Linked DNA regions of Cyprinus carpio: regions 2, 3 and 4 are each linked to region 1. Evidence: chromatin contacts called from public Hi-C data. All regions are on one chromosome and are shown on one strand. The core of a region is the stretch at or near the end of the contact, and the rest is flanking DNA. Distances in the headings are between cores, read along the strand shown.

The links. Hi-C and Micro-C count contacts between places; a contact is called where the count stands out from the background.
Region 2: a contact with region 1 is called in a Hi-C map of skeletal muscle, with 4 times the contacts expected there. The contact joins the promoter of LOC109060938 here to the enhancer-like site in region 1. A contact is called at or near these places in 2 of 8 Hi-C or Micro-C datasets (liver and skeletal muscle).
Region 3: a Hi-C map of skeletal muscle shows a contact between it and region 1, with 6 times the contacts expected there. The contact joins the promoter of tardbpa here to the enhancer-like site in region 1. A contact is called at or near these places in 3 of 8 Hi-C or Micro-C datasets (liver and skeletal muscle).
Region 4: a contact with region 1 is called in a Hi-C map of skeletal muscle, with 4 times the contacts expected there. The contact joins two enhancer-like sites. A contact is called at or near these places in 2 of 8 Hi-C or Micro-C datasets (liver and skeletal muscle).

What each region holds. Positions count from the first base shown.
Region 1 is chrA23:14,785,377-14,788,849 of ASM1834038v1, forward strand. All of the region lies in intron 2 of LOC109048440 (peroxisomal membrane protein PEX14-like), which reads left to right. Among protein-coding and RNA genes, the nearest start is that of LOC109048440, 16 kb to the left of the region's middle. Within about 2 kb of position 1,500, at least 1 of the 8 cell types and tissues checked has an H3K27ac peak or open chromatin away from gene starts, as enhancers often do. A contact at or near this core is called in skeletal muscle, where this site is marked.
Region 2 is chrA23:15,185,133-15,188,605 of ASM1834038v1, forward strand. LOC109060938 (ubiquitin conjugation factor E4 B) reads right to left here and starts at 1,727. Exons shown (of 32, transcript XM_042713353.1): 1 at 1,397-1,727. The coding sequence starts at 1,420. It overlaps LOC109060954 (retinoid-binding protein 7-like), which reads right to left. Exons shown (of 4, transcript XM_019078099.2): 3 at 3,304-3,405; 4 at 3,055-3,196. The coding sequence ends at 3,143.
Region 3 is chrA23:15,079,853-15,083,325 of ASM1834038v1, forward strand. tardbpa (TAR DNA-binding protein 43) reads left to right here and starts at 1,698. Exons shown (of 7, transcript XR_006153326.1): 1 at 1,698-2,355; 2 at 2,557-2,720; 3 at 3,239-3,379. It overlaps LOC122135097, which reads right to left and starts at 1,761. Exons shown (of 6, transcript XR_006153328.1): 1 at 1,628-1,761.
Region 4 is chrA23:15,044,355-15,047,827 of ASM1834038v1, forward strand. No RefSeq gene overlaps it. Among protein-coding and RNA genes, the nearest start is that of LOC109048443, 11 kb to the left of the region's middle. Within about 2 kb of position 1,862, at least 1 of the 8 cell types and tissues checked has an H3K27ac peak or open chromatin away from gene starts, as enhancers often do. A contact at or near this core is called in skeletal muscle, where this site is marked.

The sequences.
Region 1 (3,473 bases), core at 250-2,749:
ATTCCACACTTTTTATTTTTATTGTAGGTAGCCACTTTATGGATTAGTTCATAAACAGGACGCCCGCCCCTCGAATAACCTCCGCGGACACACGCGTGTACCGCCACATAAATGTAATAGAATCATTTGCACCAGCACTCTCAATCCCGCACCATAATTTAAGCGGATTGAATAAGTGCTGTATTGTGGAAAGCGCGAGTGGACCAAACACTCATTTGTCACCTCTAATAAATGTTGGAATGTAAATTATGAAGTTATGCTTCAGTTGTAAATGCACTTTGTTTCAGTCTCTTAATGCAGAGGTCCCCTCGCCAATACATTAAGAGAGTGAGTGAGGTCGGTTGAGAGAGAACATAAAAATTCAGTCTGTTTTCACAATCAATAATAAGCTCAAAAAGGCTCAGATGGAGGAACATTATGAAATATTTGAAGTCGACTTCATAAATTATTGCTGGAAACTGGCATGTACACTAAAATGTAAATACATTAATGTTATTAATAATGAAGTGACTAATAGTTCTATCAAGACTGTAATAGCTGTTTAATAGAACGTGACAGCAAGAATCTATTGCCCTTCGCTCTCTGAGATGGGACGGCGTGGGACATTTATCAGCGCTCATTCAAATACACTATTTTGATTATTTTGTGCAACTAATTGCCCAACATCTTGCCCCCTCAAAGGGAAAAAACGAGTAATAGATATTAATTAATACATGTCAGTATTTAACCAGTTTGATGAAAAAGAATGTAGAGAAGATGCTAATAGGCTTCTTGTTTCTCTCTGTGTGGCGCTGGGAGATTACAGCTTTAACAAGCCAATCAGGAATCAGTCAAGTGAGCTGCATTATGCCATATAAAAGTTCTGTAAGCATAAAGGAAGTTGTGGAAAAATGGTAATAAGCCTTGAATGCAAATTATAGCATTGAGTACTAAAAAATAAAAGAGCACTTGCAGTTGTTGTTTGATATTACGGTGTACAGGCACCTGTTGCTGCCCCCTTTGTGAGCACTAGGGGCTGCTGGAGACTGTATTATAGATCTGTACCTGCTACTCTCAGAGTAAATCCCTTCCGAGGGCCTGTAACTATGCATTTTATAGGTCTCAAAAGGGCAGAGGCATTGCTTGAACTTGTTTATATAAAATTGCAGTTGCCTTTGGGCTCTAGTAAGTGCAGTATTGTTGATGATTACTCTTCGCCGTGCTGACTGAGTCAGGTGTGCTATACAATCAAAAAAGACCTTCACAGTCCGTTTGAGGACTCGCATGTATCCATATAAACCACTGTTTTTATTCTTTGTATAGGAGCCCAATCTTAGATTAGCGTTGTATTATTAACACTTCTTACAAGTTAAACGAGCAACAAGAAACAGGAACCCGCATGTATCTGCTAGCTGCTGGCAGCCCTGCCAAACACCTGGACCAGCGGCCCGAGGGCTTTAAGTGTTGTGACAACAAGAGAATGGTAGACAGGCCTAAACACCCAGAATAGGCAGTAAGTGCGGCACATGTCACCATTTTGGGTGGGCTGCCTGGTTAATCAGCAGCAGTCAGTGGAGAAGCTGGTCATACAGGAGTTTGGGGAAAGGAAACGTTTTAAGTTTCTTAAACGTATTAAGAAAAAATATTAAGACATTTTCTTGAGCAACAAATAAGCATATTGCAATGATTTCTGAATGATCATGTGACACTGAAGACTGGAGTAATGTCTACTGAAAATTCAGCTTTGCAATCACAGGAATAAATTACTATTCTCAAATATATTATATTAGAAAACTTATTTTAAATGGCAATAATGTTATTTGTATTTTTGAACAAATAAATGCAGCCTCAGTGAGCTTAAGAGACTTCTTTCAAAAATGATCTCTGAGACTTTTGAATGGTAGTGTGTTTTTTAAAACAGAATTCTGATACAATAAGCTGTATGCAAAGCTGTTAAAAAAAACTTCAAACCATTGAAGTTGCTTTTATATAGGCATAACAATGTCTAGTATGTGAATAAATTGCTCTTTCTGAATGAATCTGTTCAAAGAATGATTTTCATGAATTAGGCTAAATTGGGTTCCAGTATAGCGCTGATGTATTTTGTATCCCACAGAAGAAAGTCACAGGTTTAGAGCAACATGAGGAGGAAATAATGACAGAATTTTAGTTTTTGCGTGAACTGTTCCTTTCTAAAGGAGTTGGGGAGAGAGCAAGAGAGAAGGACAACAGTCCCGTGGGACTCAGCGGAGAGTTATTGTCATGTGTTTTTCTCAGTCAAGGTCGGCAGGAAATGTCAGAGCAGGTGTGTGTCTGTCAGTGAGTGGCCTGCCAGCGCAGCCCCTGGGCTCCAACACGCCATGCTGTGACACTGGAGCAGGACTCACACACACACACACACACGTCTGGATCCTCGTGCCCCATAAAGCCATTGCGGGTCACCTCTGGGCTCAGCAAAGACTCATGTAGAGTCTCACGTGTTGAGCACATATTGCATCTGATATTGCAACAAAGCTATTTTGGATTGTAATAACTCACATGTTCACTACTGTTTACTGTTTTTAAAGGATATTTCACTCAAAATGAGATTAAATTAAAATGTAATTAAAATTCTGACATTTCCCCTCACCCTGTGTAACACAAAATAACATATTTTAAAAAAATGTCTCATGAGTCACTAAGGTTCAGTATTGTTTTGGACCCCACTGACTTTCTTTGTATGGACAAAAACATTCTGTCTTGTGAGTTCCATAAACAAAAGAAAGTCGTACATGTTTTGAATGACACAAGGAAGGAAATTCTGTCATTATTCAATTTGGTGCGAACTATAAGGTGTGTCTATATGGAACTTCCCTTTGAAAGCCAGTCTGATCTATCAATCATGTTTGAACTTTTGCGTGTGATCAGATCCCTGCTTGTTCATTCCATTGTTTTGGTGTTTTTTATGGTTATTGTTGCTTGGGCAGGGTCAAGAGGGTTTTTACGCAAGATAAACTGATTATTACGCAGGTTTGAGAACAGGGCTGGGTGGCACCATTGTACCGCAGACATGCTTTGGGCAATTATGCAGTAAAACCTGTACATTCTAGCTGAACCTTTAGAAATGTACGATTATTCTCACAGACAAGCATTTCTCAGATTCTGTGGCTTCAGTTGAGTAACAGCAATTCTCCATATGAGTCAACAAGCATAAATCACTCTGCCAGGCTTTTATTTTCTACCCCATTCCAAACCATTTTGCAAAGAAAAACAAAACAACTTTTTTTTTTCAATGCAATTTGAGTGACTATGATAATTAAAATGTTCCAGTTTGTTTGGATGCACTAAATTAAAACTGGAAACCTGAATTGTTTTTTTTTTTTATTGTTTTTTTTTGATGAGTTTGCTGTGCCTCTGTGGTTTGTAGAAGGTTTAATCTCATTGGTGGATTAAACACTTACTGCTCTTCTCAGTCATGTGACCCTATTTGTGGTCTGAGTATCTCTTTAAATGCG
Region 2 (3,473 bases), core at 477-2,976, 400 kb after region 1:
CTAACTGCTAATCAATAATGAGCAACAGTTTACAGTCTGATGACCTCAACTGCTCTTATTTGGCAAATACAAGGGCAGACAAAGAGGGAATTTCGATATATTATTTCACACATGCTTTTGAGGCAAACAAACAGTAGTATGTTTTTAAAGTCCTAAAGCCATCATTATCTTCAACAGCAGTGACAAATAATCTCTATACAGTGGATGGAGTCATTTGAGATGGAGCAGGCCTCAGCTTCCACAGCAAATACTGTCAGGGAAAGGCAAAACGCATGACTGACTGAATCAAATGTGCAAAAAATGGTCAAACCCAGTCTGAATTAATAAATAATAAATAATAATTATTTCAAATTAATATAAGGCAGCTGATGAAAAAAGAAGCTTGACCCAGCTTAAGATGGCTTGCTGGTCTCCCAGCCTGACCAGCTCAGAAATGACCAGACTGTGAGACCAGCAAACCTGCATAGGCTGGTTTAGGCTGTTTTTCCAGGTCAGAGCTGGGCTGAGTTTGGTCTTATTTTACAGCAGAAAAACTAAACACAAAGCCCTGCCTGTAAATGCACACCAGTGTCATACAGCAACAACCAGTGCCAAATAACGTTATCCAAAACCTGAAACCAAGAGCTTTATGGGATCAAATGCACTTGCAATAAATATTACCATAAAATACTTAATTTTGTCGCGCTGGACCAAAGGTTTTAAGCTTCAACAGCTGACCCCATGATCAATATACTGACCTGACGCCTGACAAAAGCTTGTTGCGCATGATTTCAGTTTCTAAACCAGATGCTATTTAATCAAATGCATACCCTTGGCAAAGCTAACCTTGATAATTGCACATTTTATCACGACTGTAAGTTAACTTGAGCAAACATCTGGTCCAAAATGATTTTATTTCTTCACACGACAGTCTTTCAGCCATTTTGGATCCCTAGTGAAGAAAAGCTTCACAAAAGAAATTTTAACTTGTCAACTGGTTACACGCTCCCCAGCGACTGGACACGATAAGGATGTTATTTTAATTTAAAAATAAAAAAGGCAGATGATCGAGGCTTGAGGCAGATCCAGTTTGTCTAACGTATCACTTGCTAACGAGCTGACTGGAAATAACCTCCATATTCTCATCTAATTTCGCTTCTATATCGGCATTTAAGTGGCTCAAAATGAGATTCAGAACCTAGCCTCTTATTTCTATGCGAAATCAATTTAATCTGGATGTACTGAGCTGTTGGTTAGCCGGTGTCCTGTTAGCTTATCCCAACATTACTGCGATTGAAAAAGAAGGCGACAATGACAAGCCAATAAGCATTTAACAACCCCCAAAAACATAACAGTCATGCGATCAGAGAAGCCGTTTCGACTGGAAATACATTACACTGTGTGGAAATCGCCTTACCTCTTCAGGACTGAGCTGCTCCATCGCCTTTCTTTTAATTTTCAGCTTAATTATGTTGCTAGCCAGTCAGCTAGCTTCCTTATAAACACCAAAAGTGCATAGTCTGAACCATAAAACAAATATCAATGAGCTGTGATTGTCTAATTTAAATCTTTATATTAAAACATCAAACGCGCGTGGCTGATTCTTTTTTCCCCCGATATGGTAGGGTTATAATCGGTTTCTATTAAGAATGAAACAAACACAAAAGTATTATTCGTCAAAACACCGACGCGGCCATTTTGGATCTGGAGTCACGTGACGCGAGATCGACACATTCCAGGCTGCGGCAGTTCAGGAAACTGATTTCACTGCTGAGGCGACCATAAGAGACTTGTTTTCTTCAGAACCAAGGGGCCAGTTGCATAAACATACTCACTATGTCAAGAGACTGTGCTTTAATAACTAGTTTGACTATAATCACTGTTACTTTTCTGATTCAAATTAGGCCAGTCTACCTTTTTGTAACTGAATTAAAAAAAAAGTTTTGACCAGTCTTGAAGAAAATAAATTAGATTACAAACTTTTTAAGACTAGTCTAAGCAGCCTATGCAACCATCCCCAAGTCTTATTAGGTTAAATGCATGGCTACTCATATATTCTATATAGTTATTAGATAGCTTAAAAGAGATTAATCATGACAGCAATTCTATTCACACGTAAATAAATAAATACTATATTGCATAATTTGGACTTAAGTGATATATAGCAATTGTTATTCAATCCATATCTTTATCTGTTAAATGTATTTTTTAAATAAAATGTATTATCTTTCTGATTAATTTGCTGATTGATCATCCCCAGGATAAAGAAGCCACAAACCAAGGGGTTGACAATAAGAACACAAAGTATTTATAAGATCTTTTGACTGGCTCTTTTATCATTACTCTTTACATACTCTTTTTTTTTTTTCAAAGTATATTAGTAATTTGTTTTGTATATTGGCTAAATGATTGTTTGTATTTCTTGTCGTTGTAATAAAAAGATAGATGATGATAATGCTTTGTTGATATTGATTCCTTATAAGAGACATTGCAACGCAATATTGGCAAATAAACACACAAAGTATATTATAACTTGTTTCAAATTTTATTGCACAATAAGGGACATTCAAGTAATTGAACACAGTGTTGAATTCAAGTAATTCAGTGAACACAGTGTGTATATTTAGGCGTCACATACATTAAAAAAATGTAAATCTGAACCAGATTATAAAAAACCAACAAAAAATAAAACTTAATCAACCAGTTACAAAATGTTATTTTTTTTAACATTCAAAAAGAGGCATGGTCTTTAATTAGTCATATTCTGGTGAAATAATGATTCTGGCGTGCAGAAATACAGAAGCATATTAGTAAATGTCTGTGAATGTGGTTCTTGTATTACATGTAAACATGATTGGGCAATATTGGCACAACTACGGACAACATACAGTGTTACCAGCGGATAAACTGCTGCTGACCTGAGTTCTGTTTATTCGTGGTCTCATGGCGCCCTCTAGTGGCACTATAAATCACGCTCCTAGACAGACTCCGTCCGCAAGCCTCTCACTGAATGGAGTTGATTAGTCAGGTTTTGAGGCACAAGTGGCCGCTCCTGGTTCTTCTTCTTGCCTAATATTCCACTGACTCTGAGGTGAGTTTAAAGTGTAAACAGCTTTGTTTACATCAGTACACCTTTTCTTGTAGTAAACGTCACAGAAGGGCCTCAAACAACCCGTTTGAAAACTTGTTTGCAGACTTGATCTTCACAATGCAACTCCTATAAAGGGTTGAGATGAATGATTATTAGTCAGGTGATTAATGAAATCAGTTCATTGACGCGTATCGCCGATTTTTACAGTGTAAGATGCTTAATTTCACACTTACCAAATGGAGTTTGTCGTCCTCTATCCAGTGTGCCCAACCTCTGTTCTTCTTCTCACCTTTCTGAATGCACACCAACTTGTTCCCCTCCCATGCCACCAGAGACTAGAGAAATAGATTCATGTTTAATTTTCTGTCTTTTCAGAAAATGTTTGCATTCCATTTCATTTTAC
Region 3 (3,473 bases), core at 448-2,947, 290 kb after region 1:
GATACAGTGAAAAAAAGGCTCAATGTTTATATTAGCAACACACTGCAGAAGCAAATATGTTTCAGTGACAAACAAGGACATTTTCTGACCTCTAACTAAACAAATCGTTTAGATTCTCCTTAGACACCAAACCCACTGAAAAGAGCAAGAGATTTATAAAACTTATTTTATACATCGTTTAGAGGTTATCATTTCTGTTATAAAAAAAATTTTTATCATTACTTCAACAAAAAATACATTAAATAATATTGTGTTATCATTTCTGTTATAAAAACTATTTTTATTTGTTTGTCAACATCAAAGTCATTATATAAGATGTTCAATATGCAATTTTAATCAAAATTGATGGTGCACTGTCTTTATTAAAAACTATTTCTAGAATTCCAGCAGAATAACAGTATTTCCTGAAAGGAATAACAGCACTACAATCCAATAAAATGTGTTTTACAGACAGAAAATTCTGTTATAAAGTACATAAATTGGATCTTAACCAAATAATAAAGAATAATCTGTCAGTCTTATCCTACAATTAGTATAAATGACATATCAATTATATCAAAGTGCAAAATATGAAAAATAGTGTATAATATAGTGTAACGTGGATTCTTGTAATTATGTGATACAACTGCTTTTATAATGCTAACAAGTCAGCTGTGTTTGGCCTTTTAGGTTACAAGTGAGTGTGAGAGCAAGGCTGACCCACTTCATCATTAAATTATACAACACGTATGTAACTGTGAAAAAAGCAGTGGAAGGAGGGAAACCTGCACCTGCGTGGGAATAAAAATCTCTTTCTTTCATTCACTCATTGTAACTCACATGAGGCTTTACCTTTTCCAATAAAAATGCCCTGGCCACTTCACGAGTTAACAGTTGTACTCAAGAACTATGCAAGATTACAGCATAGTAAACCTTCATTCATTTATGATTGGGATATAAAATTGCATGTTTATAGGTAGAATGATATATTGATTAGCCTACATTATGTTTGGCTGTGTCATTCTTGGCCATTACAAAACTATAAAAAACAAACAAACTGTAGGTCCTAACAACACCCATGAGATGGCCAGTCAAACCATTTCGGATTCCAAAAGTGAAACCAGACATTGTATGATAAAGCCTTTCAACTAAAATAAAATTTTACAGTATTAAAAAACAGACAAAATGATCACAATTTTTTAAGTTTTAAGCTATTAAAGTACACAATATTTTTAGGTGATTCAAGTTATTACAATTTTTATTTTATTTATTTATTGAATAGTTTTGTCATAAATAGATCGATTATTTCACTGAATCAACTCAGGTGCAGACTGGTAATATTACAGGCCTTTGTATTGTTTTCCAGTGCTTTTGTCTGTTCTAAATCTGATGTAACGTACCTGCAAGATGCGATACGAGGAGAAGCTTTCAACACTACAGTGGATTCTTGTATATTTGACATCATTTCAACCTCCTTAAATAGAAATAACCACCCCACCAGTCCAACAAGATCATGAACAGGCACGACAAAATCACACCACCTGATACAGTACACCACAAACTACGTTATGCGTTTAAAAAGTAAACATATTACGTGTACAAACCACTGATCTATATATGTTCTATATTATAGATCAGTGGTACAAACCCCTCTATGTGCTGTGATGCGACGCTCCAAACTGATGATGTCATTCCTTCAGTGACGCATCTGGTGGCCATTTTATCAGTTTAGGGGGTCGAAACGGCAACTGGATGCATTAGTCCACACGTTTTTGTTATTTTATTACTTTACGTTGCTTGTTGTAATCACAATAGGTAGATAAACAAGTACAGTCGATGACTAGGTGTTTGTACACCGTGAAAATTGGCGGGAACAGGGTGCGACGCGACGCGTCATTCATTTCTAACGTGCGAGCGGTTAGCAAGTAGCTTAGCTTAGCTAATGGCGCCCCGCATTATTTGACAAAAGTCGCACGTAAACATTAGACATCAGACTTGTTGCCAGCCAATTTGTGGTTGTGTTTACTTCTGAGGTCTTTCCGGTGTCCTAGTTTCTGTTTCAGCCCTGTTTGTTGTCTCATAGCTGAATTATTGATCTTGAAGCTGTCAGCACAGCTCGCGCTCTTGGTGTAAACATGACTGAGTGTTATATTCGCGTCGCGGAGGACGAGAACGAGGAGCCGATGGAGATCCCGTCCGAGGAAGACGGCACCGTGCTGCTCTCCACCGTCTCCGCGCAGTTTCCCGGTGCCTGCGGCCTTAGATACCGTAGCCCCGTGTCTCAGTGCATGAGAGGGGTCCGACTAGTGGAGGGGGTTCTTCATGCACCCGAATCAGACTGGGGCAATCTGGTGTACGTGGTCAACTATCCAAAAGGTAAAATCAGATCTGGTAGTATTGGGTTTATTTGATTGTAGTGACCAAATAATATGGGGCTTGTTGATGCACAAAAAATATGGTCTTATATCATTCATTCACCCAGTTTTCCCACTACTAATGCATATTGCGCTTGTAAATGAAATCTAATTAATTGTCTTAAAATAAATCAAGTAACTATAATAATAAAATACCATACAGATAACAAGAGGAAGATGGATGAAATGGATGCTGCATCGGCTGTGAAGATCAAGAGAGGTGTGCAGAAGACATCAGATTTGATTGTGCTTGGGTTGCCATGGAAAACAACAGAGCAAGACCTTAAAGATTACTTCAGCACTTTTGGAGAGGTGATCATGGTGCAGGTTAGTGTGGACACTAAATAGTTTACCCCAAACAAATACTCACCCTCTTATATGATGACCCTCTTATATAACTCACCTTTATATGATGGGTTTTCATCTGTGAAGCATAAAGGATTTGCTTTGAACAATGTTTATGTTGCTCCCTTTCATTCAATTTAAGTGAATGGGGACTGCCAAGGGCTTTTTAGTCTGTCAAGCTCCAAAAATGACAAAAAAAGCATCATGGCAGTAGGCAATAATCATTTTCTGCAATATTATAAAAGTCTTTTAGAACTGTACAATAGCTTTGTGTCGGAAAACAGACTGAAATTGTAAATTATTCCAATCTTACCTAGACCTTAGACGTTTTCAAAGTACTCTTGTGTTTGGTTTTATTTTTTATTGAAATGCTAAATACACAGAAAATTTTGGACATTGGGGGGGGGTGACAAAGAAAGGAAAGTCATACAGATTTTGAAAAGTATGAGTATTTTTGGGTGAACCATCCCTTAAATATCATGCATGTCCTGCTCCCGCAGGTGAAAAGAGATGCAAAAACTGGAAATTCCAAAGGATTTGGCTTTGTAAGATTTACAGACTACGAAACACAAATAAAAGTCATGTCCCAGCGGCATATGATTGATGGAAGATGGTGCGACTGCAAACTTCCAAACTCAAAGGTATTTCAGCAACACTAATGCCACGTAATACCACACATAGTTCACATTTTGATAATTTATACTTGCACTTATAAGTATTAAATGGTTTAAATTT
Region 4 (3,473 bases), core at 612-3,111, 260 kb after region 1:
AAGATTAGACAGACATGGCTCTGATGCGTTTCCTGATGGAGGGGGACTAGCAAAAAACACTGTGCGCTAGTGCACAGCGCTAGCAACTATATATATAGCACAATACAAAACAGTTTGGTCCATCATAGTATCATATTCAAATGTTTACATATCCTTGATTCTTAATATCCTGTGCTGTTTCCTTGGATCTCAATATCACTGAGCCACTATGGGGAACGTGAAAAGCATACTGGGAAAGAAAGATCTTAAGAATAAATGGAATGTTGATTTCAGTTATTATTTACAGCAAGAGGAAAAAATGAAAATAAAATCATAATATTTTTCTATTTCAACCCAACTTTGGGTCAAGTATGGAGTAAACCAGCTGATGGGTTAAGTTTTTTAAATAAATTTTTAACCCAAAAGTTGGGTTAGTCCATATCTGACCCAAAGTTGGGTTGACAAGACGTCATATTTTGGTGTCCGTTTCTAATTAAATTTACAAAAGTGATTTTGTATACATAAAAAGCATATTTAATGCCAGTAAAGTCTCAACTTTAATGTTTCAAATAGCATTCGTGAAATAAAATGTCATTATTCATTGTAACAAATATACTTATGTAAAAATGAACCAGCAAAATTATTTTGACCTGTACTTATTAAAATATATAAAAGAAAAAGTAATCATACTAAATTTTATAAATATGCCAGACAAGATTTTTGGAATATATAAATAAGAAAATTACTTGTTTAAATAAGAGGGATCATAAAAAAGTATAAAAACTATATATATAAATAATGTCCTCAGTGTGAAAAAAAAGGATGGATCTCAAAATTATACAGTCATTGTTCAAAAGGGTTCAAATATGCAAAAGATGGGACCTGAAGGATTTTTTTCTGAAGAACAGTGGGCAGTTTAACTGTTCAGGACAAACAAGGGACTCATGAACAACTATTACAAAACAAAAGAATCAAGAATCAAGCGCATGTAAACTTTTGAATGGGGTCATTTTTATAAATTCAACTATTCTTTTCTGTTGTGGATTATATGTAAACATCTTTTATGAGAAATATCCTATTCAGGTCAGTACTAAATAAAAAAAATGACATGTATTTTGTATGATCCCTATATACTGCAAAGTGTATGTAAAATTTTGTCCACAACTGTATATATATATATATATATATATATATATAGAGAGAGAGAGAGAGAGAGAGAGAGAGAGAGATTATAAAATATTTTTATGTGATATATGAATATTCTACAAAGGGTATATAACATATAAACTTTTCAGCAGAACTCTTTCATCATGACAGAGTGTCCTAGAATTGCTTGCAGGTTGTGTAAATGTATCATGTGGTGTGTAGTTGCTCAAGTTCATGCCAGTCATTCAGGGTAAGTTATGACAGTTCGGTTCTGACCGTAACATACCAAGTCATTACGGGCAGAATGGGAGGCATCTAAATAATTAATCAAAATAATGTAAAATAATCCAACAAACCTTCCCTCTCTCCCTCAGCTGTTTGTTGCCCTCAGACTGCAAGAGATCTGCTGCGAGGGGAAAGAAGGTGCCCTTCAGGTTAAGTACAAAAAATAAAAATCACTCTGAACTTGGGATCAGCCCTTGGACACCTCTTTAACATTTGAAGGGGCTGCCGTTAGCCACCTTTTGCCACTTTGTTCATACAATGACAAATGAGGTACTATACTCCACTGAACAGCAGAAAACGCTCTAGTGGAAATACTGAAGGTTTTCTTGCAGATTAAAATGGAAAAATATAATCAGAATGCAGAGAAATCATGTGCTTTGAGCGTACACCACACAAAAGAATATGTGTCTGTTCTGTAAATGATGCAAACATGGCAATGTGGTCAGTGGTGAGCTTTAAAGGAGCTGCTCATAGCACTTACTGTCCATCTGCCATGGGCATTAGACTCCTATTGAACAGTCCATGAGTCCGTTAATAGAAAAGGGAATCAGTTTTTCTAGTTCATAGATGGAGAAAGTACATGGGTGCTTGTAGGGAGGTGGTTTGGATATCGTCATGGAACATGTGGTTTAAGTGTAAGAGTGTATTCGCTACAAGAGAAGGTCTTCATTGATCCTGGAGCTTTTCTCTGCAAATTCTGTTTATTAATCATGACTACAGCTGCTGCACTCTACAGTGCCCCACTTTAATGGGCCGACTAAAGGCCTGATACGTGAGTAAGGAGAAACAAGGACAAGCGTGATTTGTGTAAAACAAACTAAGGCCAGGAGTCATGCACCGTTTTGGAAGGTAATAGTCAGTGGTTGATGAAGGTCTCTATTTTAGATAGCAGTAAATCCCCTCTCTTCTGCTCCCAACCCCCTCTTTTCAGATATCAGCCCTTGAAAGTGTTCAGTTTTAGGACACAGGGAGGTCACACCTGTTGTGGAACTTGATAGAAGGCTTATTTATAAACTTTCAGCCCTCCAGATTCTTCCTACAGAGAAAATGCTGACATACACAGGGGAGGCCGGAGGGGGTGTGTTTATGAAAAGTGCACCAACTGGAAAAACCATAAAACTCTGAAATGATGAAATTAACAAGCAATCCGATCGGGTTTCCTCAGGACTGGCGAGGGAAAGTGTGGCTTTTTAGTCTCCCGTTGAAAGGAGAATGACGGAGAGAATACTGGAAGTACCTCTTTGTTTTAATTTATTTAAGACATTGGATTACTATTAACCTTTTTAAAAGACTGTACTGAGTTATACAAGGGACGCCTTATAACTGTCTGTTGAATAAAGTCGGCCAGTAAATGTCAGAACTTTCTGAGACAAATTCACTATGAAGAAATACTTCAATAGGAGTAGCTAATTTGTCAGTTTCTTTGCCAGTAGTGTTAAATGTCCCAGCAAACAAAAAAGTAAAGCCAGTTGGGGCCAGTTAAAGGTTCTCCTAATATATTGCCTAAATTTAGGCTCTGAGTTATGTCCTATGGGACCTTTGGGTGGGATCATTTGACGTATGAAAAGTTGTGCAAATGCTGAGTGGATTTGCAGTATAAGGGGTAATTTTATGGTGGAGAAGACCTCCAGTCCGTGACAGATAGCCTGACAGGTGTTAGAGGAGGCAACACAGTGTCAAATGAACCTCTCATTTAGAAATGTGAAAGTTGCTGACTTTTTTAAACCTCAAGTAACGTGTTTGCTAAAAGGAAGAACCAGTAATGACTAAAAATCTGCTTCTTTCTGTTGTGATCTGTTACCCCAAACCATGCTGAAACAAAGAAAGACAGATGGAAATACTTTCAGACATGCATTCACAAAGTTTTCCTTTTCCTTCCCATATAAGACAGAAAAAGAGGCACAGATGCCTGATATTGATACATCCAACTGCGTAATCAAGCTCGGTCGGAGCTGATCTGATTGCACCTGTGCAACCATTTTTAACATGCTTGATCGACTTTAGTGGTTTAGTGTCTAATTGACTTACAATATGTTATCACATTCACAGGAAAGAGCAGACTG